Linked DNA regions of Bombyx mori: region 2 is linked to region 1. A link is a contact called in public Hi-C data. All regions are on one chromosome and are shown on one strand. Each heading gives the region's core, a stretch centred on a gene start, on an enhancer-like site or on the middle of the called end of the contact. The rest is flanking DNA. Distances are from core to core; before and after follow the strand shown.

What was found. Hi-C and Micro-C count contacts between places; a contact is called where the count stands out from the background.
Region 2: a contact with region 1 is called in a Hi-C map of middle silk gland, with 3 times the contacts expected there. The contact joins the promoter of LOC101745384 here to the promoter of RpS10 in region 1. A contact is called at or near these places in 2 of 7 Hi-C or Micro-C datasets (middle silk gland and whole pupa).

The regions. Positions count from the first base shown.
Region 1 is chr13:6,721,264-6,726,603 of ASM3026992v2, reverse strand. RpS10 (ribosomal protein S10) reads left to right here and starts at 3,109. Exons shown (of 4, transcript NM_001044059.1): 1 at 3,109-3,135; 2 at 3,311-3,522; 3 at 4,311-4,557; 4 at 5,004-5,066. The coding sequence starts at 3,323. The coding sequence ends at 5,039. LOC101738577 (splicing factor 3A subunit 2) reads right to left here and starts at 2,448. Exons shown (of 3, transcript XM_038014924.2): 1 at 2,009-2,448; 2 at 1,671-1,934; 3 at 1,073-1,477. The coding sequence starts at 2,162. The coding sequence ends at 1,110.
Region 2 is chr13:7,585,021-7,590,360 of ASM3026992v2, reverse strand. LOC101745384 (97 kDa heat shock protein) reads left to right here and starts at 2,380. Exons shown (of 16, transcript XM_062671764.1): 1 at 2,380-2,489; 2 at 2,581-2,722; 3 at 3,636-3,876; 4 at 4,192-4,333; 5 at 4,426-4,562; 6 at 4,803-4,957; 7 at 5,323-5,340. The coding sequence starts at 2,607. The region is part of intron 1 of LOC134199970 (a long non-coding RNA gene); the gene reads left to right.

The DNA of each region.
Region 1 (5,340 bases), core at 1,860-4,359:
GGTAAGAAAAAAAATGTAAAATTGTAATTACGTACATTTGTGTTATGTTGTGGCGCCACGTGTCTGGTTGTAGTGTTGACCGCGGGAACCCCCTACTCTGACGGGTTTTGACCCCGGACGGAGATCGGACGTCGGGTGTAAGAGTGCAGGGGAGTTGTTTAGTGCGGTAGAGCCCTAAAATTCCTTGGGCCCGCGGTCTGCTCCCAACACCTTGCAGATCGTCAAGTCCCACATACCCCGCGCGCCCCCAAGGCGCGGGAACCTCGTAGGAGGTTCGGCCTCCGCGCCGAAAAAAAAAAGGTAGTGAGTTTGCGAGGTGTATTAGTTGTTTATTTGAAAAGAACCTATAGGTAGTCAAGCAAGAATGATTATTATTAAAATGGCTACATCAAATTTTGCCGATTCATGTTCATTTTACCAACACTGAGTTTTATTTTATTTATTTAGTAGTTATTACTATTTAATTAGTACCATAAGGACGGGGTAAGATTATTAACTTGCGACCATGAGTGTGTGAAAACGATTTGTAAAAGACATAGACAAAGATAAGTTGTTCAAATTGGAATTGAGATATTTGTACGAAATTGAAAAGAAAAAGCTTTTATCATAGTTATGACATATATATCTTTTAATGAAAAACTCCCTTTTTATTACCATTCTAAACACTTTTTTTAAATAACATTTAAACACACCAAGGAGGTAGAACTAGGTAAACCCAGGACTGAAGTAATATGTTCCTACTAAGGATTCTTAAGAAAAGTCATCATGGTCAAGAGGATAAGATACCCAACGCATTCCTAAAAGCTACATTATTATGCTAATCACACTTCCTACAAACTCAAAGTAGGTATCAAAAGACTATTTGGAATGCAAGCTCACATCCTACATGGCATTAAGGGTTACTTACTGGTGACCTATTACAGGAATTGAAGTCAAGACACAATCGTTAGCAATAATTTTTTTTATGTATATTGGAAATTTTTGTATTTTCGTTTAAAAACATCTTGACATTAAAGTACAAAAAGACCATAATTGAACAGAAAAGAGTGTTAATTAATGAAATTAAATTAAATGTATGTCAAAAACTTTATTGGAAAAATATCAACTAATTACATAGAGGGTGGTGGTGGGGGCACTGGTAATAATGGTGGTGGCGGTGGTACTCCCAACATCGGTGCTCCAGGAGGTGGAGGCAACCTCATGCTATGACCCTCCCACATTTTGGGATGGGGGGGAGGCATGCGTAACTGATCCATCTTAAATGCAAACTGCAAAAAGAACTGCTTTGTGTCCTTGTTCCAATGAGTCCAGAATTTTGAATCATGCTTTTCAACTTCTCTGCTAGGGACTTTAAATGCAATAGTTTCATAAGGCTCTGCTGCAAATAACAAATACTGCCATCTGCGGTCTGGAGGCTCAATCTTCTGTTCATAAGCAGACATAAATCTATGTCTAGGTATAACACCCTCTGCAATCTCTAAAAAAAATATTACACAGCATTTGAATATCTGTTCCTCTTTTTAGTATGGTTAATAAGAATTATTTCATCTAAATGACTTAAAATAAATTTTAAAGAGTAAAAGATTAGAAATATAATAATTGTAAAAGAAAACCTATTTAAACTACTTTTATTTCAATTTCACTTTTCATAATCATTGAAATGACTGTACCTGGATAATCTACTTGGAAGAGCAAGCTCTGCTGTCCAGTTTCAGGATCTTTCTGTTTTGTTACTCTGTAACCAGGTCTACCAATCTTCACAAATTTCTTAGGTTCAATTCTAGGTTTTTCCGGGGCAAGCTGTTGAGGCGCTTCTTTGGCTTCCTTTGCAGCTCTACGTGCCAAATTGGCTTGATGCTTCTTCCCTTGCGTGTGAGCCAAATAACTTCCCTCATTGTTATGCAGGGTTAAACAAAGTTTACATTCATAGGACCCTAAAAATGAAGTTTACGTTTGTGAAGTGAACGAGGTTAACATGTTGAAGTTATAACTAACGTTTATTACTCACCTAAATGATTTTTCATAAAATATGGATCTTTGTTTAAATCTATTGTTTCTAGTGCAAGCTGTCGTAATCTCTCCCGCCGGTCTCTGTTACTTTCCGACCATGACGCTACACCTCCTCCACCAGTTTTACCGCCAGGGCGATTTTGAAAATCCATTTTAATTAAAAGTAACACTTATTTTAAGCTTAGAATATTAATTGTCCAGTTGACAAAGTAGTTAAACTTTGACATTAAATTAAATTGAAATTCGTAGTCTGCTCTGTAATTAATATAACCTAACATGACATTTGATGACATGAATTGATTTTTTTTAAGGGATTTTATGACCTGGTTACTAAGACCTTTAGGTCAAGTCTTATTTTAATTTTAATGAAAACTTTTCTCTATATGGGCCGTTTTCCAATTACAGCACAAGAGCGCATTATACGGCATAATGCTCAACTAAGCTTCCGCATAATTCGGCATTGTGCGTCACTGAGTCGGATTATTCTGTGTAATTAGAAAACTACCATTAAATAATGGTAAATGGAAAACGGCCATGAAAAATGATATTATGAAATGAAATGAAGTTGATTATTAAGAAGCATGACATGAATCGAAACGAAACGAAATCTGTAATCTGAGACTTTAATCAATTGGGATGAAAGTAAATGAAGTAACTGATAAATTTTCTTCATTTTTTATGCTACTACAAACGATATGTTGACTACAAGCAAAATCTGCTGTAGTAAGCGCTTAAAGTATGTCTCTTGTACGAGTATGAAAAGTTAGTCGGACACTATTTAATGGAAATAAAACAACATGGATGTAAAACATTTGTAGGTGTTCAATGAAATTAAATGAAATAACCTCATTTCGACGAAACTCACTTTAACACATGCATGCACGCGCGCGCTCATATAAACACACACACAACATCTCATTGAATTTCGTTTCCTTTAGTCATTTCATTCCATTCATTCCAATTTTACATTTCAGTTAATATTCATATTATGTCTTCCCTACAAAAGATTTGGCTGTATGAATTCAAAGTTGATGATTGTCGATTGATTGCTATTTGACAGTTGACAGCTTTCAACAAACTTCCCTTCAATCCCCTTGCTCTTTTCTGTGTTAAGTTAGCCTACAGGTAGTACAGTTTTTCTTATAAAATCGATCTTAAATACATTAATCAGTGCATATTACTTATTATAAGTGTTATAAGTGAAGAAAAAAGTTATTGCGTAATCTTGTGATGAATATATTTCAAGAAGTGCTACGTTTTTTTCACTTGTATGTCTTAACCCAATAATTTGTTGTTTTAGGCGGCTTTCAAGATGTTGATGCCCAAACAAAACCGTGTTGCTATTTATGAGTACCTCTTTAAAGAGGGAGTCATGGTGGCCAAAAAAGACTATCATGCACCGAAGCATACTGAACTAGAGAAGATTCCTAACCTCCAAGTTATCAAAGCTATGCAATCACTCAAGTCCAGAGGTTATGTCAAAGAACAGTTTGCCTGGAGGCACTTTTACTGGTAGATATTTATTATGTTTCATGTGTTGTCTATTATTTGTCGTAATTTTCATAGATTTAATGTAATGATACGATTCTCATAGAATTCTGTATCAACTACACTAATTTAATATAAACACTAATATTTTATACCTTTTAACAATTTGTTGAGAATGTTAAATATTGAGATTAACTTATATCTGTCAATCAATGTCTGTTGTTTAGGTGTGCAATAGAGTACACATTAATAATAATATGAATTGTTTGGCGCATTAAATTAATTTCACTAATAACTTTTTTTTGTCAACCAAAATGACGAATCTGAAAAAAAAGCTGCTTACCTTCAGAGAAATACCAACCTTTAAACATCTGATGTTGTTGATTTTAGACATTTTTGTTTAGATCACTTACCTTTTCAATGGATTATTTAATTCTCATATCGTGTCTTGTGTGGTGTCAACCCGTAATATCAACACTGCATCTCTTCTGGATTTCATAAATTGCAACTTAAGGTTTTAGTGAAAAATGGATATTGGTGTTCTCTAAGTGTTCAATCTGAACTCTACTGGTATTGGGGTATTTTGTAAACCGCCTTTGTATTCCGGCTTCATCTGGGTTCCAGTTTGAGGGGAGGGGGACACCTGTTGCACTATAAAGTTGAGACTGAGCTCATGTCTTAAGGCAAATGGCATTCTTGTTTATATTTATGGGATCTAGTGACCCCTAAACACATCTGGGCACTAAATAAAATCTACTATTTCTTTGTCTAACCTTAATTTTTATAAATATTTTTTCTAAAATTTTCTTCAGGTACCTAACCAATGAGGGTATTGAATACTTGAGAATATTCTTGCACCTTCCTCCTGAAATTGTGCCTGCAACACTTAAGCGCTCAGTACGTACAGAGACAGTACGCCGTGGCCCTGTTGGTCGTCCTGATGCCCCAGCCCGCTCTGCTGAGGACAGATCTGCATACAGACGTACTCCTGCTGCCCCTGGTGTTGCACCTCATGATAAAAAGGCTGATGTTGGTCCAGGCTCAGCTGATCTTGAATTTGTAAGTCCTATATTGTTGTGCCGTATAATTGTAGACTGGATTGAAAAGTTACAAGCACCTGAAACATACAGTAGACTTCAGTAAAATCTACTCCTGTTATCCGACATGCTTATAATATGAAAATACAAATTTATTTTTGTAATTCTTCATTAATGTGTTTGAACTAGTTGTATTGTATGTATATTAACTAAATATGTTGGATTACCTGGTACTCTTTTCGAAAAAGTTTTAGACTTTTTAAGAGGGTCTGTGACAATATTTTATGATCTGAAACAATCCTGAAATATGTTTATCACATAACTACAGGTCCCATCGGGTTAAACCAACAAAATTTGCTTGTTTTGTTGAGAAGAAAGCATGTCTGAAACCAGTTTTGTTGCTTTGTGTTTTATTATATTTAAATATTAATTGCCTAAATTATTCAAAGAAAATATTTCTATTTGCAGAAGGGAGGCTATGGACGTGGCAGGCCTGCTTCATAATTTAAGCAATAAAAAAACTTAAAATAAGTCAATGGTGTTTTTTTGGATGGAACTAAGTTTTGTATTTAAAAATATATATATTTCATAATATCTGATTGTATCTGAAAGTACTCTGATGGTCTGCTGAGCCCTATCTTACTGAACCATTCGGGCCATGAGGATCACCCATCACTACGTAAACACTTCACACGTAACCTACGTAAACAAGCTACAGATTGCAGCTATAAAACAAATCGCGTACGGAAGTGAGCCGCGCGGCCTTTAACTGAGCCAAATGTCTTTGTTTTCAAATCCAATAGAA
Region 2 (5,340 bases), core at 1,131-3,630, 860 kb before region 1:
AATTCAAGACAAAATCTTTAAAAAAATTATCTACCTACATTTATTTTTAAAATTTGAAATGCCGAATTGAGATCAATTAGGCGAATAATCGGTGCCAAAAAAGGTTAATTTAAATCGATATCAATGAATTCATAAAAATTTGTTATATGCAAATGAAAATCGATTCAAAGTTTTTTATGTTCTGGATAGAATGTAGAATTTTGCTGAAAACTATCTTGGGTTCAGATGTTTAATTTGTTGTTAAATTAATTGACACACCCAGAAAAATGTATATAATTACATTATCACTTTATCAACCACAAACTCGATAGATGATGATCTTAGGTTGGTCTGTCTGTATAAAAACGGTACGCAACCGAGCCACGTTCATACTAGAACGCTCCGTTCGATGATTTGTAAGCGAAGTAAATTGTCCCTTCGCAATAAGGTGACACTCAACAAAACTTGCATACGCCTGGTTATGAACTATGCAAGTCTAGTGCTCGCACACGCAGCCCGCACTAATTTAAAACCCCTTCAAATCATTCAATCCTGTTTTCACAAGATAGCCGTCGAAGGACCGTGGTTCATGAAGAACGTGGGTCTCCACGACGATCTGGAGCTTGACTCCATCAGTAAGTTTCAGTCGGCATCAGTGCGTCACTTTGAGATGGTGGCACGACACGAAAACTCTCTTGTTTTGGCCACCGGTAACCGGTGATCAAATGGTAAACAGTCGACGTGGCCTTAAACACGTCATTTCGGATCCTCCCGAGCCACTAACGGTGCTTTTAGGTATCTCAAGCACCAGCCACCGTTCTCGTTGAACCCGTCGCTTGTAGGGTTCGGCGAGTAAATTAGCAGACACAGCGCACTGAGTTTCTCGCCGGATCTCCTCAGTGGGTCGCGTTTCCGATCTGGTGGTAGATTCTGCGAAGCACTGCTCTTGCTAGGGCTATTGTTAGCAATGTGCACAGGTTAGAGCCCCTTAAGCTCACCTACTCGTTGGGTTACGTTGGCATAGCCTCTAAAAGCTACCAGCTTGTAAGAAAAAAGTACAAGCTAACTGATTACTCTTTGATATTACATATTATCTCGTATGTATTGCTTTCACATCAATAAAAGCCCAAACCACCGATATCAATTTGTAAAGCGATATTATTGACCTCGATTTTTTCGATTCCTGAAACTTTGAAATGTATAAATTTAATATAGTTTTTGGGGAAAAAAGCCATGAGACTTGGTACCATTCTGTTTTGGGGGCGTCAAATCATTAGAGGGCCCTCATCTCTGTTGATTAATCTGGTTGCGGCCTATGTATTAGACACTATAGTCTAACACAACATTTCTCATACGCAGTGCGCAACAGAGCTCGGTACTGGCAAACTTTACTCCAGGCTTTAGCGTAATTTATTAAATGAAACACGTTGTTTGTGATCTAAGGTGATACTCATAATTATTACAATCCTATCATAGACAGGTTTCATACTTCAGTGAAGCCTATCCATCTTGCCAGACAAAATTGGAACTAGCTGTCATAGGAGCAGGAAGTTTGTCTTTGAGGTGAAGTTCGATAAGTTCAAAATCTTATTTTCCCATTGATCTTAGCAAATATCGATGGTCATCGTAGTGGTGTGGCTGTCGGCACTTTACAAAGTACTGGGCCATAATTACTAATTGATAGACTTTTGAGTTTGCACAGCTATAGAATATATACAACAATATAAATAAATACTAAAGTTTAGTGCGGTAGGGTCCTAAACCGTCCTTGGGCCCGCGGTCTGCTCCTGTGGGATGTGATCCTGTATGTGGGACTTGACCAAATGGCAAATGGTCAAATCCCACATACCACACGCACCTTCTTAGGCGCAGAGACCTCGTAGGAGGCTCGGTCAGCGGCCCGGGAAAAAACCCAGCTGGGCTAGGGACCTGATACAGAAGTCAATTACCCTCGATACTGCGCGTATTGTGAGGAGGTTTTAATTCTAGAATCCTAACCACTGGTGGCTTGTGTCGTAGACACCGCCTTCAGCGGCAATCTATTTTTATATAGTGTTTTTTATAAATTGTACCTTTAACTTCTTTTTTTTAAATAATGTATAATAAATAAGGAAGTACGGAAGAGGCGTCAGAAACCTTGGGGATCAAATACCCCCTAAAATGCTAGTGCAGAAGGCAACGGGAAACCACTGCACTAATTTCCCACGAGAGTCATGAGCAGGTCGTATCCAACTGATGCATGACCACGACCACTCTGTCAAGAGTGTACAAATAGGAAGAAAGAAGAAGAAGATAATAAATAAGATTTTGAATAAATATAGATTATAATAATAAATAATAATTAAGTAATTTAAGAATCATAATTATTGACAATCGACATATTTTTTAAATCGATTTCGTAAAATAATATCGATTTCCATTTCAACTTCTAGAAAATTCGTGTAAGATCGACGAAGTGCAATGCGGTGACAAACCGGCGTTCGACGTTTTTGTGAACAATTTAACGATAGGTAGTTATATCAAGCAATTGTCAACCTCAGCAACTTGTTTTTGAAATAACTCAATTTATGAGCAAATACTTGTAATTGAGTATTTTTTCAGTGAAATAAGAAAATTTGTCTATCACAATGGCTGCTATGTCCGTCATTGGAATTGATTTTGGTAATGAATCCTGCTATATTGCTGTGGCTAAAGCAGGTGGGATAGAGACAATAGCCAATGATTACAGTCTTCGAGGGACACCGTATGTATTATATTCATTAAATATATTAAACATGCTCTAACCAAATCATAAAAATGTATTTTTGAAGGGTTTTTCGGAAAGTTGATTTATTGCATGTCATACAATAGACCCTATTTCGACATTTCATTACGTGCTTTTTTTTTTCATAATACCTTTTTTAAATACTGCTCTCTTCATCATTTTTAAGTAATGAAAAATGATTATTTATCACATATCATTAGTGCAAATCCAAAGAAACATAGATTTTAAAATTTCAGGCCCCAGGTCTGATCTATTCAGGAATAAAGTTTATGAAATAAAGGATGCTTCCATTTTCACCAATGTGAACCATATACCACTTAAACACTAATATAAATTATATATCTATCATTATAACACATATAAAATATAGAATCTAATACAGGTCAGGGTCAAACACCGCACTAGTAATTTGAGTAATCAATCAATATTTCAGTAACACTGTAGTGTCCACAAGTGCTTACTGTTGACATGCACAGTAGTGGTGGTGTCCTCATTTTATTTTGTTTCCTTAATTGTCTTTAATTTCTATATTTAGTTTCTTTCTGATTTCTCTATTTTGTCATTTATTAAATGAGCTTTGAAAAGAACCCTGCCTGGCCGTTGGTTGGCTGAACCTGTACTAGTATTATTGCTGATGTCTATGAAAAAAGTAGCCGTAAAACATTGTAACTAAAATATTTGACCTAAATTGAAAAAAAAGAAATTGGTTAAGCTTCATTTATTTAAAAAAAAGTTCACATTAATTGATTCTTGTCTGTGATAATAAATATTTTTTAGAGCTTTAATTAATTTAGATTTTATTCTCTTCTTGTTATTTCCCAGAAACAACTAGGAAGTTAATCTTGAAAAAAATTTTATTGTGTATGTAATGTAAAAGTTAATTTATTTTTAGATCATGTGTTGCTTTTTCACAAAAGAATCGAATATTGGGTGTGGCAGCCAAGAACCAAATGGTGACCAATATGAAGAATACTGTATTTGGTTTCAAACGACTTCTGGGAAGAAAATTTTCAGACCCTCTTGTTCAAAAAGAATTAAAACATTTCCCTTTCAAGGTTGAACAGAGGTCTGATGGCGGTATTGGAATAAGAGTCAACTACCTCAATGAAGACAATGTCTTTACCCCTGAGCAGGTATGTATATTCTATGGAGTTTGATAATCTGTTTTGAGCTGTCACTTGTATTTATTACCCAAAATGACAAAAGTACTAAATTATTATGAGATATACAAAACATACCATAAAACAATACAACAATTGATAGATTTATGAATTAAAGACTCTTCTGGAAAAGGCTGGTGGAACACTTTGTAGTTTCTGGAAATGAAGAAATAATTGAAACGAGAGAGCTTGAGATCAGACCCGTACACGTCCATATGGACACTGATAATGTTTTTCTCTCTTAATTCACCATTATTTAAGTGTTACTAATATTAGTTTTCTTTACAGATAACAGCCATGTTGTTGACAAAACTAAAAGATGTTGCAGCAACAGCTTTACAGACTCAAATCAACGACTGTGTGATATCTGTTCCCAGCTATTTCACGAATGCTGAAAGAAATGCTCTTTTGAATGCCGCTGGTATTGCTGGTTAGTACTTTTTTATGAAGAAGTATTCAAAATGGACTTTATATTTATTTATTTATATACTTATGACCTGCATGTTTTTTTTGTCATATCAGGTCTTAATGTATTGCGCCTCATGAACGAGACAACTGCGACAGCTTTAACTTATGGAATTTATAAACAAGATCTTCCTGGTGCTGAAGAGAAACCACGAAATGTTGTCTTTGTCGACTTTGGTCACAGTTCTTTACAGGTAAATATTTGATATACATAATACAATTAGCACAAAAAAAAAACAATAACATAAATGTGTAAATATACACATAGTCAAACTTCAAATTGAAATCTATTCAGCCTCCTTGTTGGGAATAATTTTATTATTATTCTTATGAGCAATGATGACTGGTGATTTTGGTTTTTGGAGCAACCAACACTTTTAGATTATATTTTATATAAATTTTAAACCTTAAAGCAAATTTTAATAATTTCCCAGGTTTCAGCTTGTGCTTTCAATAAGGGTAAGCTGCGTATTCTCGCTACTGCAACCGATGCTCAGTGCGGTGGACGAGACATTGACATGGCTTTAGCTGATTACTTCACTCAAGATTTTGTGACAAGATATAAATTAGACGCCAGAAAAAATCAAAGGTAAATTGATAATCTTACTAACATGCTTTTTATTACTGTGTGTGACCTGTAACTATCTGTCTAGAATGAATACTTGAATGAATCTGTCTAGAATATAATGTTTGAATTCTCAAATTTCAAGATCTCCAGTTTTTTTTTAATTTGCACTTGTATCCATGGTCCGATGGCAGTACGAGAATATAACTAGTCTAATATTCAGACCCATTTGCACACAAAAAAAAAATCGTCAGACTTACTTTGCATGCATTGCTTACTTTTAATTTTTTGTTAATGTGTATTAATATAGAGCTCACAGCTCTCTTGGTCATAAAGAGTTTAGTTTAAAATAATAATAATATAAATATTTTTTATCTAAATCTGTCCAGGGCTTATCTTCGTCTTCT